Linked DNA regions of Mus musculus: region 2 is linked to region 1. The links are chromatin contacts, called in public HiChIP or PLAC-seq maps. All regions are on one chromosome and are shown on one strand. The core of a region is the stretch at or near the end of the contact, and the rest is flanking DNA. Distances in the headings are between cores, read along the strand shown.

What was found. HiChIP or PLAC-seq counts read pairs in DNA pulled down with a chosen protein or histone mark.
Region 2: a contact with region 1 is called in a FOXA1 HiChIP or PLAC-seq map of pancreatic cancer cells. The contact joins two enhancer-like sites. A contact is called at or near these places in 1 of 115 datasets of contacts at active chromatin or transcription factors (pancreatic cancer cells) and 1 of 9 other capture datasets (liver).

Annotation. Positions count from the first base shown.
Region 1 is chr12:118,833,957-118,838,184 of GRCm38.p6, forward strand. No RefSeq gene overlaps it. Among named protein-coding and RNA genes, the nearest start is that of Sp8, 11 kb to the right of the region's middle. Within about 2 kb of position 2,820, at least 92 of the 459 cell types and tissues checked have an H3K27ac peak or open chromatin away from gene starts, as enhancers often do. A contact at or near this core is called in pancreatic cancer cells, where this site is marked.
Region 2 is chr12:119,424,071-119,428,700 of GRCm38.p6, forward strand. It overlaps a transcript of Macc1 not described here. Among named protein-coding and RNA genes, the nearest start is that of Macc1, 17 kb to the right of the region's middle. Within about 2 kb of position 1,966, at least 30 of the 459 cell types and tissues checked have an H3K27ac peak or open chromatin away from gene starts, as enhancers often do. A contact at or near this core is called in pancreatic cancer cells, where this site is marked.

The DNA of each region.
Region 1 (4,228 bases), core at 1,570-4,069:
TTCCATTTCCCTATTAAAGACTAAGTCTAGACATTCATAATTATACCAATTAATTGGCCATTTTGGCTAAATTATGTAAATTGTCTACATACACTTCTCAAAGTACATAACTGCCAATGCTATTTTCACTTTGGTCAAGACTATGCTACATAGCAAAATGAAGTGGATAATTAGGACAATTACTCTGATATTTTAGATCAAACATTAATTAAGGTAAAAGCAGATACATTTTTAAATTTGAATTGAAATCTAAATATTCTACTTGTATTCTATAAGCATGCCAAAAAGTAGCTTTTTAAATTGTCTTTGAAATCTGATTATATGGCAACTTTTAGTCAGAATTTCTAAATTTATGAAAACTCCTAAGATGCCTACACTATAGGGTAGTATTTTAAAGTTATGTATATCATAGACAACCTTGACACAATTTATGAATGTTCTGAACATAAGTAAAGTCCCTGGAATGCTAATGCTTGTGAACCCCAATGAGTAGAATATAAAGAGAATTTTCTATAATAGCATTAAGGGTATACAGAAAAATACTCTCTGGGCAGAACTTAAGGGCAGCTCCAGTTGTAAATAATCTGATTCTTGTATCTAGCCAGATAGAGTAAATAGCAATGACATCCATCTATTCATCTATCTATTTATCCATCCATCTTCTATCAACCTAGAGAAAACCTAAACAATAGCAATGAAATTTTAACAACTAATAACCTTAAGCATAGGAAATAGGTTCTTTGAAATGAAATGTTTCATAGGACCATTATTTTCAGCTTTTTTGTTGGTTTGAAATTATCAAAATAAAAAAGTTACCCCAAAAGTGCATTTTTAAGCACCACATAAAATAAGTAATAAACATTCAATACCCATCAAACCTCCATGAATATGATATGCCTGAGACTGAAAATTCTGTAGTCCCTCATTTCTTAAAACCATACTGTGAAATCTATACTAAAAGATTCTTTCCAATAGGCCTTAAGTGAGCACTTTAAAATATCCCCAAGGTTTCCCATGCAGGGTATAGTTAAAGAGCATTCCACTTGAGATCCTTGCTTGAAAGGCCCTATAGAATTGCAGAGTATCATTATTAAGCAAATGTTCCTGGGCCCTTGGGTGGTTCACTTAAAACACATTTCACTGTATTGAATATTCAATGCCAAAAGCACAGTGTTCAGTGTTAAGATTTGCAATTTAAACCCAGTTGGGAGAAGTAAAAGGTCTTGTAATTTGCCTATACTGTATTGCACTGATGTAGTAGCTTTCGTTGATAATTAAGTTCCAAAAATATGAGTTAGATTGCGGGAACAATGGGGGAAAGCTAACCTTCCTATTACAGCTTTAGCTCTTGACTTCTTGTATTTAAGATTACAGATGCTCCATTAAATCAATTTTGTGTTTAATCTCCTCTTGAAAAACAGTGAATGCAAGTCCCCAACTTTCTTCCCTTTCAGAGAACCCAAGTATTTGACAATGAAAACTACAAGGCTCAAACTAGATAATTAACACCACCCACTGGGGATAAGAAAAGTTTAGCAAGTCTTTTTTGGGTAGTTTTCCTTAACTAAATCTCACTGGGTTGGGATGTCAAAATATATTTCAAGTTGGATTTTCAAATGCATTTTTAAAGGAATAAGATTTGAGAGGATAGAGGTGTACTTAATATGATAAAATTAATTACATTCACTTTACATACATAGATTATTTCTCAAAAAAAGAGAACATTTCAAATCTAAAATTGTGGATTTTTAAAGGTTTGTTTAAATCACTACTGTTTACTAGCTTTGCTGCTTTAAAATCTTTTAGATCCTCAATATAATACAACATAATGCAATAAAAATGTGCAAGGCATAGGATTGAGAGGAGAAAAAGAGTAGAGAGAGAGGAAAAAAAAAAAGCCAGAGATTGTCAGTAAATAAAAAGGGAAATCAGGGCCTTATGGGTCATGCCTGCAATCCCAACCATTTTGGAGGCTGAGGCAGGAGGGTTGTGGCAAGTTTAAGGCCAGGCTGGACTAAGGAGACCAAAGGAAAATAAAAGTTACTTTTCTCTGAATCTATGTGTAGGTGCTGAGACTCAAAACTCTGATTCTGATCTTTAAGTGGGTAGTGGCACTCTGGGCTGAGGCCTCGGTCTTTACTGAAGGAGAATGAAGATTATCTCCAGGCTTTGGTCAGACTCAGAGTTTCCACAAGGGAAATGCAGTCGGTGTGCCTGAAGTTCACCTACAGGAGTGTTAACCTCCTGTGGCTTGGGGTCCTGTCCTCTACGGTGAAGGGTAGTGGAGAATGAACAGCAGTACTGTTCTTATCAGTGCGGTGCCTGGATCAGCAGCATTGGGCGTGAGCACTTGGTGGAAATATACAATACACAGGTATAGCCACAAAACTTAAACTGACCCTCAGGATTTGGCCCAGAAACCTGCCAGGTAATTGGAATAGCTCGGCGGGTGATGCTGATACAGAATTCCGGACATAAGAATCAGCACCTCACTTTTCAAAAGAAGCCAAGATCCGTGAGGGAGCTTTGGCCACAGTGGGCTTAGCTATTGCCCAGGCAGGGAAAGTCCGCTACAATCTGACCCGGCGGCGACCCCGCGCTCGCACCCGCCTCCAGGACATCGCTCAGAGCAGGTGTCAGGTGGGCGGCCCGGGGAGCGACGGGCCCCTCCCGCGGCCGCGCGTGCCAGCCTCAGCCCCCTCCCGCCCCTCCAGCCCCTTTGTCCGCCCCGAGGGCGGCCCCTTCCCGCCCGCAGGGTGTGCAAGCTCTCCGGGGGAGGGCGCGGAGGAGGGTCGGGGAGGAGCTGGGAGGATCAGGGCGGGCAGCTAAGCTTAGGGGTGGGAGCCGCAGCGCACCCGCAGAGGAGCCGCTCGGTGACCCGCGCTGCAACCCGTGCGCAGCCGCCGTCCCGGGGCGCGCTGGTGACTCCCCTTTGGCGAGAGCAGACACGGCCCTCAGCCCCGGAGCCTGAGGCTACCGTGTCTGTACAGCAAGGCGGGGGAGCTCGGCTAAGCGGATGGGAGGGCCGAGGGAGGGCCGGGGCGGGGCCCGGCCCGCAACAAGCAACCCGGGGCGTGCTCCTTCTTCTTCAGAGAAGTCGGACCTTGGTCCGGGACGCGTGCGCTCCCAGGCTGGAGAAAAGGAATTGGGGAAGGCGGGTCGGCAGGAAAGAGAGCACTACTGAGGACCTGAATATTCGGGGAGCAGCCCTAAAGCCGAGAATCCCGACGCCTTCTCTCTGCCCCTCAGTCTGGAGCTGTCATACTTTCCTATGACTGCTTCACCGTCAGCAGTGACTTTCTCAAGCGACTGGTGGGAAAAGTGGCCCTCCATTCACTTTCACTCCACCCCTAAAACCAGCAATACTGCTGAAGCTGACTGCCCTTCTGAGATGCTGGGAGAGGCTGGGCGGTTGCCTCCAACAGTGGAGGAGACCCCTGGAGCCTGTCCATTCCCCATCTCTCCTTCTTAGAATCTTCCAGTATCTTAGGCATAACACAGAAACGGCCAGCCAGGTGAATCGGTATATCAAAAACGGCCGAGTTTTCATGAAAGCAGGGGCCAATTTGAAGCACTAGAACAATTAAATGCAGAAACCGCAGCTCTGGGTGATTCTCTGCGTGCGGGCATCCTCAGTGGGCCCTGCCCTGAGAGGGGCGAGAACGAAGTTCAAGTCCCTCTGAAGCTGAGCTCTGAACTGGGGCGTAACAGGCACCTTCAAAGTCAGCACTGGGTTGTAATTTCTCTTCAGACTTCACACCCTACAATTTCTCCCACCCATTATTAACCATTTTGGGGTTTCTCTTCCTAAATCTTGCCTGAGGAAGCTAAGGGGAAGGAAATTCTGCTCATCGTCGCTTAAGAAAAAGTGTATGTTTGACTCGTTTGGCAATTTACCCAATAAAATTATTTATGAATATCAAAAGTATATAGTGAAGTTTTAAACACTATGTGCTAATAAACAATTTGTTATATTTTATAATGTTGATTAAAACACGAAATGAATTAACATGATCGATAGCCCAATGTCAGTCAGTAAAATAACACTAGTGCGGTTTTTAACTTAAAAACTTGCAAATTTTAGTTAGTTGTGGGCTCTTGGCTTGCTTTTCCCCCTTGTTCTTAAGGATCCACCTGGTGAGTTCTAGCAATCACTTCACTTTCTTCTTAACCAAACCAAAGGATGTGGGTCAGTTACTGTCCATATTTCAAGTATACAGGCAAAGAA
Region 2 (4,630 bases), core at 716-3,215, 590 kb after region 1:
TTCTAAGGTGAGAATTATTTTGTCCTCATTTGTAATGTAATAAATGAAAATCATAGTGACTCCAGCCTGGGATTTGGAAATAAGTGGACATTGTGTTAAATCTGCACTACCATTCTTAATTGTGTGATTAGGCAAATTAGCTTAATCCCACTATACAGTTCTATGCTGTTTTATTTCATATGAATTCCTCTAACTCTTCTTTTTAAATTTAACTTCTATTTCCACAGTTCTATTAAGGTAAAATTGTCAAAGATTCTTCAAACTTAATCCGTATAATCTATTTTCATATTTGAATACATGATGAAATGAAGTCATGGTCTTTTATACAGTAAGACAATATTCCCCATATAATTAGGAATGAAAACATAAATCTTGGTTTAAAAAACACAAGACCTTTATAAATTTTTATAGTTTATAGTTTGCATATTTGACATCTGATTTTATTTCTAAACCTGCCTTGTGAACCATGACATGCATAATCCTCTGCCCTAAATGAATAAATAAATATAACATTTTTCTAAAAATAGTCAATGGTGTAATAAATTGTTCTTGAAACACTAAGTGTAAAGACCAAATGAGTGGATATTATAGCTGTGGTGGTTTGAATGAGATGTTCCCCATAGTCTAAGGCATTTAAATACTTGATCACCAGTTAATAGTGCTGTCTGGGAAGGTCTAGGAGGCATAGCCTTGCTAGAGGAAGTACATTGCTGGAGGTAAGCCTTAAGATTAAAAGACCTCCTGCCAGTGATAATTTACTCTCTTTGCTTTGCGCTTACATCAGCATTCTGTTACAGATGTCATGCCTTTCACTTGCTGCCATGCCTCCCTGCATGGCAGACTCTTACTGCCTTGAAACCATAAGCCCAAATAAACCATTCTGTAAGATGCTTTGGTCAAGGTGTTTTATTGTAACAACAGTAAAGCAACTAATACAGAAATTGTGATTGATTACTCATAAAGGAATGTGAATATTAATTCACATATGAATATATAAATTAATTTTAACTTTATTTGGAACTCAAATTTTCTTGCTTTAGCCTCCTCAGTGCTGGGGTCTCAACCATCCATCAGTGTGTCTGGCCATATACATTCCTTTAATGTATGATTTATATTTTTATGATAGTATGTTATGTGAATAAATGAGAATGTGGCATTTGGAATGATATAAAGTAAATGTCAAAAGTGTATTTTGGGAGGATGAGAATTTTATTATTGTACTTTTCTGTATTAAATGTATTTGCATGCACATAAGACATCAAATTATAATACATATCTTGCTTTTATTTCATTTTATTATTTTTAATTATGTATGCATGTATGTACATATGTATGTATGTATGTATGTGTGTGTGTGTGTGTGTGTGTGTGTGTGTGTGTGTATGTATATATTCCTATCTCCACAAGACTGTAGGTGCCATTAAAGGCCAGAGGTGTTTAATCCTTCTGGAGCTAGAACTACAGGTAGTTGTGAGCTTCCTAACATAGGTATTGAGAATTGGACTCAGGGCCTCTGGAAGAGCTTTATATCTCTCCAAACCATAGATCTTGCTTTTGAACAAAAATATTATTACATTTTTTAGTAATTTCCTGTATCATTATGTATTTGCTAACATTGTTTTTGTTGACGATATAAAATTTACATAACCATTCTAAAATGTCTTTCTTCCACATGAGTTCTAGCAGGTAGTTTCACTGTCTTTTAACTTAAAAGGTTTGGAATAATTTCTTCACATTTTTTTCTTGCACTACAATGAACTCTGTGCATTTTAGATAGGGGAAGTCTCACCACGGTAATTATAGATAAGTAGCTATCTAGTTCTCTGGCAAGTCCCGTTTAATAGTCTTATATCTTTTGACACACATTGACAGAGTGCATTATTTACTTTGAACCATTCCATCAATACTGCTAAGAGCTTACTTCATGAGTCCTGGCAAGTGTTGGGATCCAAAGCTGACTTAGGCAGTCCCTGCTCACAGAAGTCACACTGCAGTGCTCAGTCTATGCTGCTCTTTCATTCATGTAATCATCTGTTCACTCACCCAATTCCTTGAGTCTGTTTATTTCTAAAAGTTACATTGGTACCTGTGTACTAAAAGAGAAGCAATTATCCATATTACACATGTTCAGGTGACACAATTACTCTTTAAAAGATAATAGAGTTCATTTAGCCCCACATTCAGAGCTAATTTCTTCAACAAAACCAAAAGTGCTAATCTCAGCTGTCCTTGTCAGCCCTAAAGTAAGCTAATAGCAGTGTCTCTGGTATGACCTGAATGATGGCATGGGCTAAGATGGCATGTAGCCAGGATGAATCAGATTGTCTGTGTGTCAGAGGCTTTTGAAATGAGTAATGGTGGGTAAATACACATTCATATGAGCAGCTAATCTCAGTCTTCACCATCTATTTACTTTGGTGCTGAGCTATGGAATTCCACCTGAACCACAAGAAATAATGTCATAAAGGAGTCAAGATTTTCCTATGCAATATTTAAGTGTTATGTCTATAACATGGTCCCAATAGGTCTCTTGGCCAGTGGACTATTGTCTTAAAAGAATATTATATATTTGAACTGCAATTTACTTTATATGCCCAGCAATGTGCTTACATAAGACAAAACAAGTGAAACATTCATATTCTCAGAACCTCATATTCCAGTGCCCCTTAGTAGTCTTTGTGTAACAGAAGCTCCCAGTGTGTGCGCGCATATATATATGTATGTAAGTATGAACTCTGTCTTAGACTCTGTCTGTTTTGCTGTTTCTTTTTTGTCTTTTGTCTTTTTTTAAAGCTCCAAATTGACTTTTATGCAGAGGAATGGTTTAAAGTCACTATTTTATACAATGCTGTCCAGAGAGGCCAGGGAGCAAGCGAGGATGGTATAAAATCTTAGCACTGCTCTCTAGAAAGACCCTGAGCTGACACCAGGTGGTGCTATGCACAAAACTCTAGGCATTCCTCCAGTAGCTCCTGATCTGGTGCCTGACTGCTGTTCCTCAGAATAGCAAAAGATCTCAGCAGAGAGAAAAGTCCATTTACCTTGGAGTAAAGGCTGTATGGACAAATGGATGCTCCCACTTACAAAGGTTCATAATGGCTTTGGGCTGCTTAATGACTTCAAGTTTTAAGTTGATTTTATGAAAGAAAAATATTGAAGGATGATTCTGACTTCTGAGGATTTCCTTTGCATTTGTTTTTCCATTTCTCTTATAAATATACTTAATTTAGTTAGAATCCACATACTTGTATATTCAAAAATACATTATGTTTAACAGTGGTTATATACAAAATATTGATCTAAGAGTATGTTTCTGTGGTTACTAGGATTTGTGATTAATTCTATACATTAATGATGGAGCAAGAATAGGCTGAAAGCCATTACATTTTACTGCGAAAATACTGATAAATTCTAATTATAACAGTATTTTTCAGTTATCCTTTCCAAAGAGATGCAAGGACTGCAGTCAGATTGAACAATTTAACTAGATTTAACTAGAATGACACTTAAATCTACATAGTGTTTCTCCTTTTTTCTACTTTCTAATATTTTTTCATGGTACTAGGGATTGGACTCTGAGCCTTTATCATATCAGTAAGCACTTTACCTATGAGCTACACATTCAGGACCCTCCTTTCTAATGTTCTTATAGCACATCGTATTCTTCTTTAAAACCATCACAATTAAAGCCAGGATTAGTGTATAACATCTGCCCAGGATTTTCTAGCTTTCATAGTCTCTGGTGAGAAGTCTGGTGTAATTCTGATAGGTCTGCCTTTACATGTTACTTGACATTTTTCCCTTACTGCTTTTAATATTCTTTCTTTGTTTTGTGCATTTGGTGTTTTGATTATTGTGTGTCGGGAGGAATTTCTTTTTGGTCCAATCTATTTGGAGTTCTGTAGGTTTCTTGTATGTTCATGGGTATCTCTTTCTTTAGGTTAGGGAAGTTTTCTTCTATAATTTTGTTGAAGATATTTACTGGCCCTTTAAGCTGGAAATCTTTACTCTCTTCTTTATCTATTATCCTTAGGTTTGGTCTTCTCATTATGTCCTGGATTTCCTGGATGTTTTGGGTTAGGAGCTTTTTGCATTTTGCATTTTCTTTGATTGCTGTGTCAATGTTTTCTGTGGTATCTTCTGCACTTGAGATTCTCTCTTCTATCTCTTGTATTCTGTTGGTGATGCTTGCATCTATTACTCCTGATCTCTTTCCTAGGTTTATATCTCCAGAGTTGTTTCCCTTTGTGATTTCTTTATTGTTTCTATTTCCATTTTTAGATCCTGGATGGTTTTGTTCAATTCCTTCACCTGTTTGGTTGTGTTTTCCTGTAATTTTTTTAAGCGATTTTTGTGTTTCCTCTTTAACAGCTTCTAGCTGTTTACCTGTGTTTGCTTGTATTTCTTTAAATGAGTTATTTATTTCCTTCTTGAAGTCCTCTATCAGCATCATATGATGTGATTTTAAGTCCAAATCTTGCTTATCCGGTGTGTTTCGGTATCCAGGACTTGCTGTTGTGGGAGAACTGGTTCAGACGATACCCTGTAGCCTTGGTTTCTGTTGGTAAGGTTCTTGTACTTGTTTTTCGCCATCTGGTTATCTCTGGTGTTAGTTGGTCTTGCTGTCTCT